Regions from separate parts of the Mus musculus genome. Here regions 2, 3 and 4 are each linked to region 1. The links are chromatin contacts, called in public Hi-C and targeted proximity ligation maps. All regions are on one chromosome and are shown on one strand. The core of a region is the stretch at or near the end of the contact, and the rest is flanking DNA. Distances in the headings are between cores, read along the strand shown.

The links. Hi-C and Micro-C count contacts between places; a contact is called where the count stands out from the background.
Region 2: a targeted proximity ligation map of astrocytes shows a contact between it and region 1, with 4 times the contacts expected there. A contact is called at or near these places in 3 of 39 promoter capture datasets (the 3T3-L1 cell line, embryonic stem cells and liver) and 1 of 130 datasets of targeted methods (astrocytes).
Region 3: a Hi-C map of CD8 T cells shows a contact between it and region 1, with 4 times the contacts expected there. A contact is called at or near these places in 2 of 39 promoter capture datasets (the 3T3-L1 cell line and liver) and 1 of 484 Hi-C or Micro-C datasets (CD8 T cells).
Region 4: a contact with region 1 is called in a Hi-C map of muscle stem cells, with 6 times the contacts expected there. A contact is called at or near these places in 2 of 39 promoter capture datasets (embryonic stem cells and pre-B cells), 4 of 484 Hi-C or Micro-C datasets (CD4 T cells, CD8 T cells and muscle stem cells), 2 of 130 datasets of targeted methods (large pre-B cells and thymic regulatory T cells) and 1 of 9 other capture datasets (liver).

Annotation. Positions count from the first base shown.
Region 1 is chr19:21,651,181-21,654,233 of GRCm38.p6, reverse strand. It overlaps 1110059E24Rik (RIKEN cDNA 1110059E24 gene), which reads left to right and starts at 1,443. Exons shown (of 4, transcript NM_025423.2): 1 at 1,443-1,627. The coding sequence starts at 1,526. Abhd17b (abhydrolase domain containing 17B) reads right to left here and starts at 925. Exons shown (of 4, transcript NM_146096.3): 1 at 641-925.
Region 2 is chr19:18,711,836-18,714,888 of GRCm38.p6, reverse strand. It overlaps D030056L22Rik (RIKEN cDNA D030056L22 gene), which reads right to left and starts at 1,654. Exons shown (of 2, transcript NM_001374130.1): 1 at 1,230-1,654. The coding sequence starts at 1,565.
Region 3 is chr19:24,475,847-24,478,899 of GRCm38.p6, reverse strand. Fam122a (family with sequence similarity 122, member A) reads left to right here and starts at 1,426. Exons shown (of 1, transcript NM_026520.3): 1 at 1,426-3,053. The coding sequence starts at 1,544. The coding sequence ends at 2,398. All of the region lies in intron 1 of Pip5k1b (phosphatidylinositol-4-phosphate 5-kinase, type 1 beta), which reads left to right.
Region 4 is chr19:23,685,974-23,689,026 of GRCm38.p6, reverse strand. It overlaps Ptar1 (protein prenyltransferase alpha subunit repeat containing 1), which reads right to left and starts at 1,627. Exons shown (of 7, transcript NM_028208.1): 1 at 1,482-1,627. The coding sequence starts at 1,567.

The DNA.
Region 1 (3,053 bases), core at 194-2,693:
TTCACATTGCCTTAAATCAGAGCAGCACTGATGAAACTAAATATCCTGCTTTTGACAGAAAAATCACCAAGATTAAGGCTCTGAACGTTTTCTTCTTTCTCTCTCTCTCTTTCTTTCTTTCTTTCTTTCTTTCTTTCTTTCTTTCTTTCTTTCTTTCTTTCTTTCTTTCTTTCAACAGAAGCGGAGGGAGGTTAAACTCTCCGAACGTCCTCCACACACTATAATTTGACACAACTTTCCTGGTTTAATATTAAATACAATTTCAAACAGAACTCTCCAACTTTCAATTCAAATCCAACCTCTCCCTCCTTGAGTTCTCAATCAGAGATGATACAAGTTCAAGCCATGGAAAGCAGCTCCCGCGACAAGCGGAGCGGGATACCCAGCTCAAGCTCCGGGCGGACTCCATCTAAAATCGAGGCTGGCGGGACCCGGACACCGAGCCGAGAGCGAGGGCCCGAAGTGGCCCAGATCCAGGGAGGGGAGCGGCGGCCCGACCCCATCTTGCGGTCCTCCCTGCGGGCGAGGAGGCCCGGGACGCACGGCTCTCCGCTCGGTAGCTCCGCTCCGAAGCCACCCGGCCTGGTCCCCAGCTCAGAGCGGCGACCCCCCGACGGCCCAGCAGCCCAGCCCCACGCACCTGCAGCTGGGCGGCCGCGGCCGCCAACGCGCTGTCCTCCGCGGGGCGCCGCCCGCCGACTCTGCGCCCGCGGCCCGGCCCGGCGAGGACGCGAAAGAGAGCTGCGGTGCCCGGGCGCGCTTCGTGGGGCCCCTCCACGCGCGTTCGCGTTCTGCTGACTAACGGCTCCGCCGCGAGGGGCGGCCGCCGCCGGGGCTCTCCGGCCCGAGGTCCCGCGCGGCCGTGGTCGCCGTCCGCAGCGCAGGGCCGGTGCTGCCTTCTCCGCAGCCCGCCTTCCTTGGCACCTCCGAAGGCCGCCAGGCGGCGGAGCGCGCGGCCGCGGCGGGCGGGAGCTGGGAGGGCGGCGGGGGGCGGGGGGGCGAGCGGCCCGGTTCGAGCTGCTCAGTGACTGGAGGAGGGCGCCGAAGCTGACCCGGGCTCCGGGCTGCAGGCGATCAGGGCACCGGCCTCGCCCACCTTCCACCAATCACAAACTGCGCAGCGGAGTCGCTACGCTACGGAGCCGGGAGACAGGTTGGGAGCGTTCGGCAGGAGGCGGGGATTGCGGAAAAGAAGAGCCAATAGGAACGGGGAATCTCCGTCCCTCCGCCGTGATGGACAGCCGCGTTCGAGCCAATGGGGGAGTTCTAGATTCGAAGAAAGCCGGACTTGCACCTTGGGTCCGAGGAAGGCTTTCCGTGAAGCCGGTAGTCGAGGATGTGCGGCAAGGCAGAGCCGAGCGTGACCTCCCTAATGAGTCACGTGGGCCGACCTGGGGCTGGGACGGAAAGAGTAGAAGAACTTCTTCCGGGTCACTGTCCTTAGTCTCAATCTGGGGCGGGAACGTCTTTACTCTTTCCTGTAACTTAAAGGCTGCACCGATTTACAGTGCTTGAGATTTTGGTGATGAGTTCCCAGAAAGGCAACGTGACTCGGTCCCGGCCTCAGAAGCACCAGAATACGTTCACCTTCAAAAATGACAAGTTTGATAAGAGTGTTCAGACCAAGGTAGGCCCTTGCCTGTTGTTCTGACTGCCATCCCAGGGGAAAAAAAAGTGACAGAGAGAGGAAAGGGGACAGAGAGAGGAAAGGAGAGGAGTTGGCGAGCGTGGACTGCAGCCCAGTTAGTCTTGGCTGCAGTGCAATCGTGTCTCAAATATTCTTCCCACGCCCTTTCTTTGGCTTGGCTCTGTTCCGTGAATCTATCTGATGGTCAGCACATCTCAGTAGTGGCGCCGAGACTGGATAGGGCAGCTTAAATTCATCCAACCTAAGGTACCGATGGGGCGATTGACGCCTTGGATGCTCCCACCTGGATCACGCCCCCGCAATAAGAAAATGAAATGAAGGCACTCGTCCGAGTGTCTCTTTGCAGCGACTGTTTTTCCGAGAACTCCCAAACCCATAAGTTTGTAGGGAGTACGATCTTAGCGTCACTGTCCTTATCAACAAGATGTTATTTCAGTTTTGTGTTGGAGCAAACGTTTTGGCTTGTGTAAAAATGGTTGCTTGCTGTCTATACAATTAACTTAGCAGGACCTGTGTAAAGTGGAAGAAAACTCAGACTGTTTGTTACTTGAGATATGTATGACTAGTGATTCTGTGAATAGCGATCCCCTTCCCCATAACTGAATGGGGAGCGGATAAAGGCCTTTAGTCGTCCTGGAGGCCAGCTTACATCAGATAAAGTTAATATTTACAGAAACAAGAGCTCAAATTTCCTAAGTTTGTTCCTTGAAGTAATTTAGTAATTTCTGTGACCTTTAGCCTCAGATAAGAAATCTGATAGGATTATTCGGAAGCTAACAGAAGAGTAACTAGTCTGGGACATAACAGGTGGTCAGCAGGTGATTACGTTTAAAACATTAAAAAGGCAATCCATAGTAACTTGTACTCTGTCTTTCTCTTTCATTGTTTCTCAGATATTTAATAAATACCTTTCACGTGCAGGGTTCTAGACCCCTGGTAGACAGTGTTCAAAACTATTGATTCTGCCTTTACGGAGCTTGTAATTGTCTGAGTAATATGGACAGTCAGTCAGCAGATGGATCTGTAATTACAAATTTCAATAGAAGTTGCTAAAGGGAAAGGCAGTTCAGTGAAGAATAAAAAAAAATAGTTTAAGCAGGGCCCTCAGACCACATTAGCAGACACTCGTCCATAAACCTGCTTTTCCTGTATTTTAGAAAAATATTATGGAGAGAAGTTGGTAAAGAAAATGGATTAATCCACAATTTGGCCCGAACAGCAGTGGGAATAGTAAAGTATAATTTCCTCCCACTGCTCTGTAGCCATCTTAAAATCTGTGGAGAGCCTTGAAAGTAAGACTAGACCATACTTAAATATAATTGTGAGATACACTAATTAGACCTTTCCCCAGAGGAAGGAAACTGGGGCCCCAGGTTGTCTCAGCTCTCTATTCTAAAGACAGTTT
Region 2 (3,053 bases), core at 405-2,904, 2.9 Mb after region 1:
AGGAACTCAAGGAGCAGAGCTGACAGAACACTCCTGGGCCTCACGGTCTTCTGCTGGCTGCTACTAACAAGGGAAGACCAACAGGTCTAGCCAACTGTGTCTAAGCAAGGACTGGATGGTGTGGTGTCTGCTTACTGAACGCTCGCTCCCCTTGGCCAGTCAGTCTCTCTCATCACCTGTGCACATAAAGCTAGGGTGCCTGCAGTTACATCCAATACTTCTGCTTAAGAAACCAGTAACTTTCACCTAAAAACAGTGAGTGTAGTATTGAAAGATAATCTCCCTGAACGCCTTTAATCTCAGCACTCGAAAGGCAAGAGGAAATGTGGATCTCTGGGTTCGAGGCCAGCCTGGTCCAGGACAGCCAGGGCTACACGAAGAGAAAATTTCCGTTATCTTATCAACTTTGTTATAAAATAACTAGAAAAGGACACTGAGCAGACGCATGCCAAGGTGGCTGAGTTTGGCGAGCTCTAAGAATCACCCTTGCTTCTTCACCTCATGCTCCACCAACTTATGCAAGAACTGCTTTAAAGAAGGCTCTTGAGTCCCTAAGTCGGGCCAATGCTGTGCGATACATATATAGTATGGGTTATAACTCACTCGAAGGCCGGGCAGTGGTGGCCCACGCCTTTAATCCCAGCACTTGGGAGGCAGTGGCAGGCGGATTTCTGAGTTCAAGGCCAGCCTGGTCTACAGAGTGAGTTCCAGGACAGCCAGGGCTACACATAGATAAACCCTGTCTGAAAAAGCAAAACACTCACTTTAAGTTTTCTAGTCACGTGTCTAAAAATAAAATTAACAAACAGTACACCCAATATGCGGCAAGTTGCTTCGTGTGTAACACAGTTCAGAACCCGACCCTTTATCTTAAAACATATTTGGCGCTCCTACTCTTCTTACACTTAAAACACATAAGTTTGGTCAAGTTATATTTCTAGTGTATTCTGTCTGATCACATGGCTAGCGGCTACCAAAACAAAGCAGCGGAGAGGACAGTGAGTCCAACAATCCATTCTCACAGCACTGAACATTAGGAGTTAACAGGTCCTCTGATGAATGCTACTGGAAAGCATGCTAGAAGTTCTACAGCATTCCCCATCAAATTAAACGCCTCTCTCCCGTTGGTCACTGAGCTGACCCTCTAGGGTCCAGCCCGTCTGGCCCACTCGATGGCCCGACTTCCGCGGCCTGGCACCGAGCTCCGGGCTAGTGAGTAGCGGACCTACCTGGCTGTGCACCCCGTCGGCTACCTGCGGGCTGCCCGCGCTTTCTACTCTGTCGCCGCCGCCCGCGGCCCGGGGTTCCTCCTGCTCGCCAGGAGGTGGCTCTCCGGGCTCCCGGCTACAGCCCTGCAGCTCCTGTCTGTCGTCCCCGCCGCCGCGTCGCTTGCGGGGCGCAGACGCAGGCTCCGCCATGATCCCCGCGTCCCCCTGGCGCTTGAGGGGCCGAGCCGTCCCAGACGGCGGGACCCAGAGCGGCGGCTCCTCGGGGAAGTCGCTGAGCAGGAGCCGCTTCCAAGGCACGCGGAACGTGAGCGGCTCAGCCGCACGCCGCTTGGCCATGGGCCAGGGACGAGGGTCGCGCGGGCGGCGGGCGGAGGGCGAAGGGCAGCGCAGAGCTCGGCTGTCCCGAGGGCGGACGAGACGTTGTGGGGGAGCCACCGCGCAGCGCCGGAGTTTCGAACCTGCGCCGTGATGCGCGCGCACCTGCGCCCATCCAGCACAGCCGCTGGTTGGTGGAGGCTCGCGGTTCGCGTTCCCGAGCGCCCTTGCGGCCGGAAGTGCGCCCTCTGAGGGGGCGGGGCATGGGGATGTGGATGGAAGGAGGCCGCTACCCCCTGGCGGCCTTCTTTTGACTTGCACGGTTGTTCGCATTCCCCTGTGTGTGCGCCTCTCGGTCCCCAAGCGAGGACTCGGGCAGGAGCGGCCGAAAGACTCCGCGGCCTCAGAGGTCCCAGCGGCAAGTGCGCTGGGGCCCTTTCCTCTGTGCTGCGATCCTGGGGCGGCGGAAGTGTCTGCTTAGCCCGCAGCGGCCTGCAGGTTCCAGGACCTCTCCAGTGGGTGGTGTCTTGGCAGAAAAATGTAAACCGTGGCAGAAATAAGTCCGTACTTTTTTTTTTTTTTTTTTTTTTGGTAAAAAGCAAAAAGTAACTAAAGGATAGGGTGCTTGCCTACCATGCCCAAGGCCTTAGATTCTATCCCCAGTGCTGCAAGGATAAGGAGAAAACGCAGTAACCAAACAAAACTAAGGAAAAAACAAAACAAACAAAAAGAAACCAAGCCCATCAACGCTCCGGAGAAACATTCTTTCTAGGGCATGGTAGAGCTGTTTTAGCTGATAGGTACTGTGTATGGGTGTATTTATGAATATGCGCCATGTGCATGCTTAAATATCTCTAGATGTAGTTGTAAGCCATCTACACAGAGAAACTTCCTTCCAGCACTGGGGATTGAACCTACGGCCTTGGGCATGGGAGGCAAGATCTCTATCCTTGAGTTACTTTTTGCTTTTACCGAAAGACTAAAATACTGGCTCAAACAAACCCATCACGGTTTGCATTGGTGGGAGGACAGCAAATAACCAACAAGCACAAACAGCGTTATCGGTAGTGTACAGAAAGTTCTGTTTGATCGCTCCATTTCCTGTTTGCACTTGGTAATTCTTCCACCTGGAACAAATGATAAATTCGCCATTGCCATTTTCACACTAGTGACACAGATGATTTGTTGTGCGGAGACCATGTTCCAACACAATAGAATACAACATGGGCAGGTGTGTTCCTTCTGTTCTCCAGAATCTTGCTGCCCTCCCCCCACCCCGCCCCTCATTCCTTGTGATACTTAGCATTATGTACACAAGGTAGTATAAAGCATATGCATAGCTAAAATGACCGTAACACGCAAGTGTCCCTGCCTGGCTTCAGAAGGGAAAGAGCATCTGTGTGCCTCTTCACTGTCCCGTTTCTCTTTCCTGTCCCCAAGTAGTCTTGTTTCGGACCATGAATTACTACTTCTTTGTAATTTCCCCCTCAGTCCACTCACTTATCTGTA
Region 3 (3,053 bases), core at 177-2,676, 2.8 Mb before region 1:
AGCTCATTCCATGGTGTTTAAAGCAAAAACCATGCTGAGTGTGGCACGATATGCCCTTAGCCCTACTTCCTTTGGGAGTGAGGTGAATCACTAGAGCCCAGAAGTTTGAGATTAGCCTGAGCAATGACTTAGTGAGACTCCATCTCAAACCATAACAGATAAAGCCCAAGCCTATTATTCCCCTGCCTAATACTGCTCAGGGACTTATAATCATAGGACTGGGCGCTCAGTCCGTTGACCTCTCAGGTCACCTGTCTCCTTCTTGATTTTTCTTTCCTTGTTCTTCCCCAGACGGGTGGGTATGTTGGCCCTTCGCATTGGTTGGAACACTCGGCCCTGCCCCCACCTCCCACAGTCCACAGGATTTGTCATTTACAACTGAACTCTGCCCAACTGCCCCTCAAGGGCTATATATAGGTAGTGCTTGACCACACCGTCCCACTTCTACCTCCAGCCATACCACCAAAAGTCCCCTATTTTCTCATCCCCCACTCCCACCCAGTAGAAACTGAATGTCCTCACACAAGTCCATTTCCTAGCACAGTACCTGGTACATAGTAAGTAGGTATGCCCGAATAGGAGACTTGACTGAATAAATGAACACATACAACTTCCCTGTTAATGAGATACAAAGTTTTGTATTAATTACATAAGCTAAAAATCTGTTGATCTATGAATGTGTCTTTTTTTTTTCTTTCATTGGATTCCCACACCAAGTGAACATTAGTATGTGCACGGTTAACGGCAGAAATATGACAACTTTTTTAAAAAAGATGTCACAAAGCTTCTTCCTCCCAACCGCCTTAAGTCTACTATTCTCTCTTGGCCCTCCCCGATTCTGTCCTAGTGTAAATCAACCTCCTCTTTGGCCTTTTCCCTGTAGGTTCTAATCCCATGTCTTCTTCCTCAGACCTCAGCCAAAGGCTGCTCCTGTACCCTAATATGCTTCCTTGAGAACGCCCGGGAGTTCATTGTTCTCAAAAAAAGCCCAGAACTTGCTCTTGTCCACCATCAGGCTAACAACCCTGTCCTCCTGGTTCCTGTCTGTCACCTAGCTGGGTAGCAGTGGCTCCCTGCTTCCAGTCCAGTTTTACAAAGCGCCGCCGTGGCCTCCTTCAGACTTCCCTCTGGGAAGCCCACCAGGCCGGGCCAAGCTCAATCATGAAGCCCCACATCACCAAGGGCCTATCTTTCTGAGCTCACACTTGCTTCATAAGCACATACACTTCTCAATGCCCCGGCCTCCGTAACCTGCCTTCCCGCGAGCCCGCGCCCAGTGACTATTTGCGGAAGAAACGAACACTGGAGTCGCCCAACCACTGCTCGCCCCCTGCCCCCGCCGCGGCGCCGCAGCCATGACGCACTAAGCTGGCGCCGCGAGAACGGGCGTGCCAGGGCGCCTGCGCGAAGGGGCACGCCTGCGCAGAGGCGCGAACCCGCTGACAGATTCTCGAAGGCGGCGGCGGCGGCGGCGGCCTTGGGCCGCGGGGAATGGGAGTCCCAGGGCCCTGACTGAGCACCGCCCCCGCCTCCCGGCCGCGCCATGGCTCAGGAGAAGATGGAGCTGGACCTGGAGTTGCCCGCGGGCGCGAGCCCGGCGGAGGGCGGCGGCCCTGGCGGCGGGGGCCTGCGGAGGTCTAACAGCGCCCCCCTGATCCACGGCCTCAGCGACTCGTCGCCGGTGTTCCAGGCCGAGGCGCCCAGCGCCAGACGGAACAGCACGACGTTCCCGAGCCGCCACGGCCTGCTGCTCCCGGCCTCGCCGGTCCGAATGCACAGCAGCCGCCTGCACCAGATCAAACAGGAGGAGGGCATGGACCTGATCAACCGAGAGACCGTTCACGAGCGCGAGGTGCAGACCGCAATGCAGATAAGCCACTCCTGGGAGGAAAGTTTCAGCCTGAGTGACAACGACGTGGAGAAATCCGCCTCCCCGAAGCGCATCGATTTCATTCCGGTGTCTCCGGCACCGTCCCCGACCCGGGGAATTGGGAAGCAGTGTTTCTCACCGTCCTTGCAAAGTTTTGTGAGTAGCAACGGACTGCCTCCAAGTCCCATTCCCAGCCCAACCACCCGATTTACCACCCGGAGAAGCCAGAGTCCCATCAACTGCATTAGACCAAGTGTTCTTGGACCATTGAAAAGAAAATGTGAAATGGAAACTGATTATCAGCCAAAGAGATTTTTCCAGGGCATCACCAACATGCTGTCTTCTGACGTTGCACAGCTGTCAGACCCCGGTGTGTGCGTATCTTCCGATACCCTGGATGGAAACAGCAGCAGTGCCGGATCTTCCTGTAACTCACCAGCGAAAGTCAGCACTACCACCGACTCTCCTGTGTCGCCCGCCCAAGCAGCCTCCCCCTTTATTCCAGTAGATGAACTTTCCTCAAAGTGACTCACTCATCTTGAATCCCCCTCCCCCAATGGAGAGACAAAAAAACAAAAACAAACAAAAAAAAAAAGAAAGAAAAAAATCAAGTTAGAGCAAGCACTGAACTTTGTCGATTACGTTAAAGCCGTTTCCTATTTGACTCTTCCCTCTTTTTGGAAATTCCTGAAATGTTATTCTAGAGAATTTCTATGTCAGGTTCCTGGGGATGCCCTTGAATTCAGTGTAGTAATATTTTCGGACTTTTTATCAATAAGTGTGTTGAAGCATACATTTTACGCTGCTAATATGTCTAAATACATATGTTATCCCTTGATTTTTTAAATAATTGAGAGCTCTATTTATTTATGGGATTATTAAGTTCTGATGAAAATATAAATGTTGAATTTCAGTTTAGTAAACTGATGTTTTAAAATTCCATAGTTCATGGCACACTAATTTTTGGTGTTTTCAATGGTTGCTATTTTACATCTACTGAAGAATTTACCTACTTACAGCTTTAAAAAGAATGTTAGTCATATCAGTCCATTGGTTGTCTAGTTTACCCAGGAGCCCTTGGTATTTAATGTCCTAGGCAGAAAGGTGGATGGGAGGGAAAAACGACAAAAGGAGAAATAGCACTTGCAGCAAATGTTTTAAAATTCAGTATATAAAGTAAATA
Region 4 (3,053 bases), core at 378-2,877, 2.0 Mb before region 1:
AACCTCCAGAACTAACTAATCATAATTTCGCCAAATATAGTATTTTTTGTCCACCTCAAAGATGAGAAACTGGAGTGATCACGATATTAAATGTCTAACCTTTGTTACAATGTTTTAGAAAATGACACCAGTGATTAAAAAATGAACCTTCTCACTTGCCCAGCTTCCCCCCCCCCCCCAAAGGATGTGTCTTTTACTTGCTCTGCAGCTGGAATTCTCAAAAAGGGCCTCAAAGACAGACACACAAGACATCAAAGCATTCCTTAAAAGGCCCAGCAGCCACTATGGCTACTGCCAGGAAATCACTCCAAACACTCATTGGGGAAAAAAGTCAGCAGTCAAAAGAGGAAAGGAGGACGACTTAGGGGCTGTCGGGGCTGGCAGGTATGTTTAGAGGCCAGTAGTCTTTTGTCTTGAAGGAAGTACAGTTTTAAGTCCTTAATTGAGAGAAGAAAGCAGGCCATCTGAGGACTTCTAAATTCTTTTCTGAGATCATCTTGGAGGAAAAGAACACTTGATTAAAGTGTTTGGCCTTTCATTTAGTGGAAAAGCTAAGGAGGCTAGAATGCGTAAAAATAATTCATGTGTTTTAGTAAAAAAAATTAAAATATTAAAAATAAATTGTATAACCAATGAGAAAATAATACAAAACCGGACTTCATGTTTGTTTCCCCAGGAATGGGCTACATTCTGGCTTCTTATTCTTTTGTATACTGATGTAGGTAACTCTTTAGTAGCTTCCTTTCCATTCGTTAAAGGGAGAGTATCAGGAAAAGAAAAATACAATCTTAAGAGTATCTTCCTAGAGAGTAACAAATAAAATGGAAAGGGAGGAGAAAGAGATAATATATGTATCAGTTCAGGAGTGAACTTTTAGAAGGCAACAATGCTAGGTAAGAATGCCTTAAGATGCTCGTCTGTAACTTCGGACGCGCTACTAATAAAAAAAAAGTATCCAGTTTGCAACAGCTTTATAAGATCCACTCAGGTCACCTTCAAAAATTGTTACATCCGACTCGCTTTGCAATTTTGTGACAAGCGAGTCGAAAAGTCAAAGGCAGCTTCCAATCACCTTTAGTTAACCCGAAAGGGGGCTGTAGGGAGTATGATGGGGTGGATAATCCTCTATAGCCACGCACTGGATGCAACCGAGAGTCGCCTCCAAGACACAGAGACCCACGGTAGTGGCCCGCGGGGCAAGCGCATCCCGGCGGAGGGCGGCGGGGAGAAGAGTTGCCACAACTCCCGGGACGCGTCGCGCAGGGCAGAAAACTCCACGCTCCGACGTGGCTCTCGGAGGTCGCTCCCCGGCACTGCCCCGCCACGCGTCTTGGTAACGGCCAGCCGGCTCGGCGCGACAGTCCCAGCCGCGCTCCGCCTGTCGGAAGCGCGCGTGGGCCCCGAGCGGCCCCGGCGAGTGGACTAGAGCGCGGCCCCGAGCCGCCCCCGACGACCCCGGCGGCGCAGGGCGCGCCACTCACATGTGCGGGTTCCTTCGGAAGGCGTTGGTGATGTCCTTCACCACCCTCTGCACCAGCACCGCCACCTCCTCGTTCGACTCGGCCATGTTGGCGGCCGCCGCGATCGGGCGCGCCTCCGGCAGAGCCCAGCCGCCGGCGGGAGTTCCGCGGGGGCGCGCGCGCGCGCTGGCTCAGGCGCGTTCTCGCCGAGGCCGCCGAGCACTTCCGGGTCAGGGAGGGCCGCAGCACCGCTGGGTTGGGCCGGCTCTTCGAGCTCGGTGGCTTTTGGTGGAGTTTTGGTTCACTAGGCGTGGAGGAAGGAGGCTTCCCCCGCACTTCTCCGAGCAGCCGTGTCCCAGAGTGGCCTTTACCCAGGGACCTCCGGATGGCTGCACCAGGCCCGCTTCACCGGCCCACCCGGGGAGGAGGCGGGTTGCTGACCTCCTTTTGCACGCCTGTGCTACTTTATGCATGAAGTGTAAAGTAGCGCGTTTAGTTAGATCTTGTAATGTAGTAAGCAAAGGAAAGAAAGTACAGGAGAAAGAACCCTTCAGATCTCGGGGATAAGGTTAAAAACAAAAGTAACCCACTGTACTTCTGTACTTTTAGCATTTTTGATACATTTCGTGATCACTACGTTAATTTGGAGTATAAAATAAAATAAAGGCTTTGACAATTGTTCCTGACCTCTCTTGCTCCACAAATTATAAGATTGCTCTGTTCCATTTGGATTTTAAAAGTGTTGTAATTAAAATTTTTATTTTTATATATCAGGTTTATTTGTCCCTTCTAAGTACAAAGTTCTGACTGCCTCTAACTGGTGATGGTGTCTCCTCCTCCTCCTCCTCCTCCTCCTCCTCCTCCTCTCCCTCCTCCTCCTCCTCCTCCTCCCCGTCCTCCTCCTCCTCTTCCTCCTTCTCTGATGCTTGAAGTCTGTATCTTTTTAATTTTTGGTTTTTGGCCCTGGCAAGGTAGTGCGTGGCTGTGATCTTGGGAGGTAAAAACAGGAGGTGACATTCAAGGTTATCTTTGGCTGGGCTATTTGAAACTTGGATCTCTGAAAAGCAAACTGTGGTTGGTCCTGATCCTGGTGAAGAAACAAGAGACAGTCTACAAACTTGTGGAAAGCAAAACAGACCTGATTAAGACCCTAAAAGACTCTGACAAGCTCTGGGAGAAGCAGTGAGACAAATGGGGTGTGTTGCATCCCTAGACCAAGAGCAAGTTCAAGAGTCCTGTCGAAGAGTGATACCAGGGGCTGGAGAGATGGCTTAGCAATGAAGTACACTTGTTTTTAGCAACCACAACCACCTGTAACCCCAGCTCCAGATGATCCAACATCCTCTTCTGGCTTCTGTGGGAACATACACGCACACACATCTTTTACATTTTTTTAAAAAGTAATATGCTACTGGAGGTTCCTCGGAAAATTGGAAATAGGTCTACCTAAAGACCCAGCTATACCACTCTTGGGCATATACCCAAAAGATGCCCCACCATGCCACAGGGGCACATGCTCCACTATGTTCATAGCAGCCTTATTTGTGAGAGCCAGAAGCTGGAAACAACCCAGATGTCCCACAATGGAAGAAT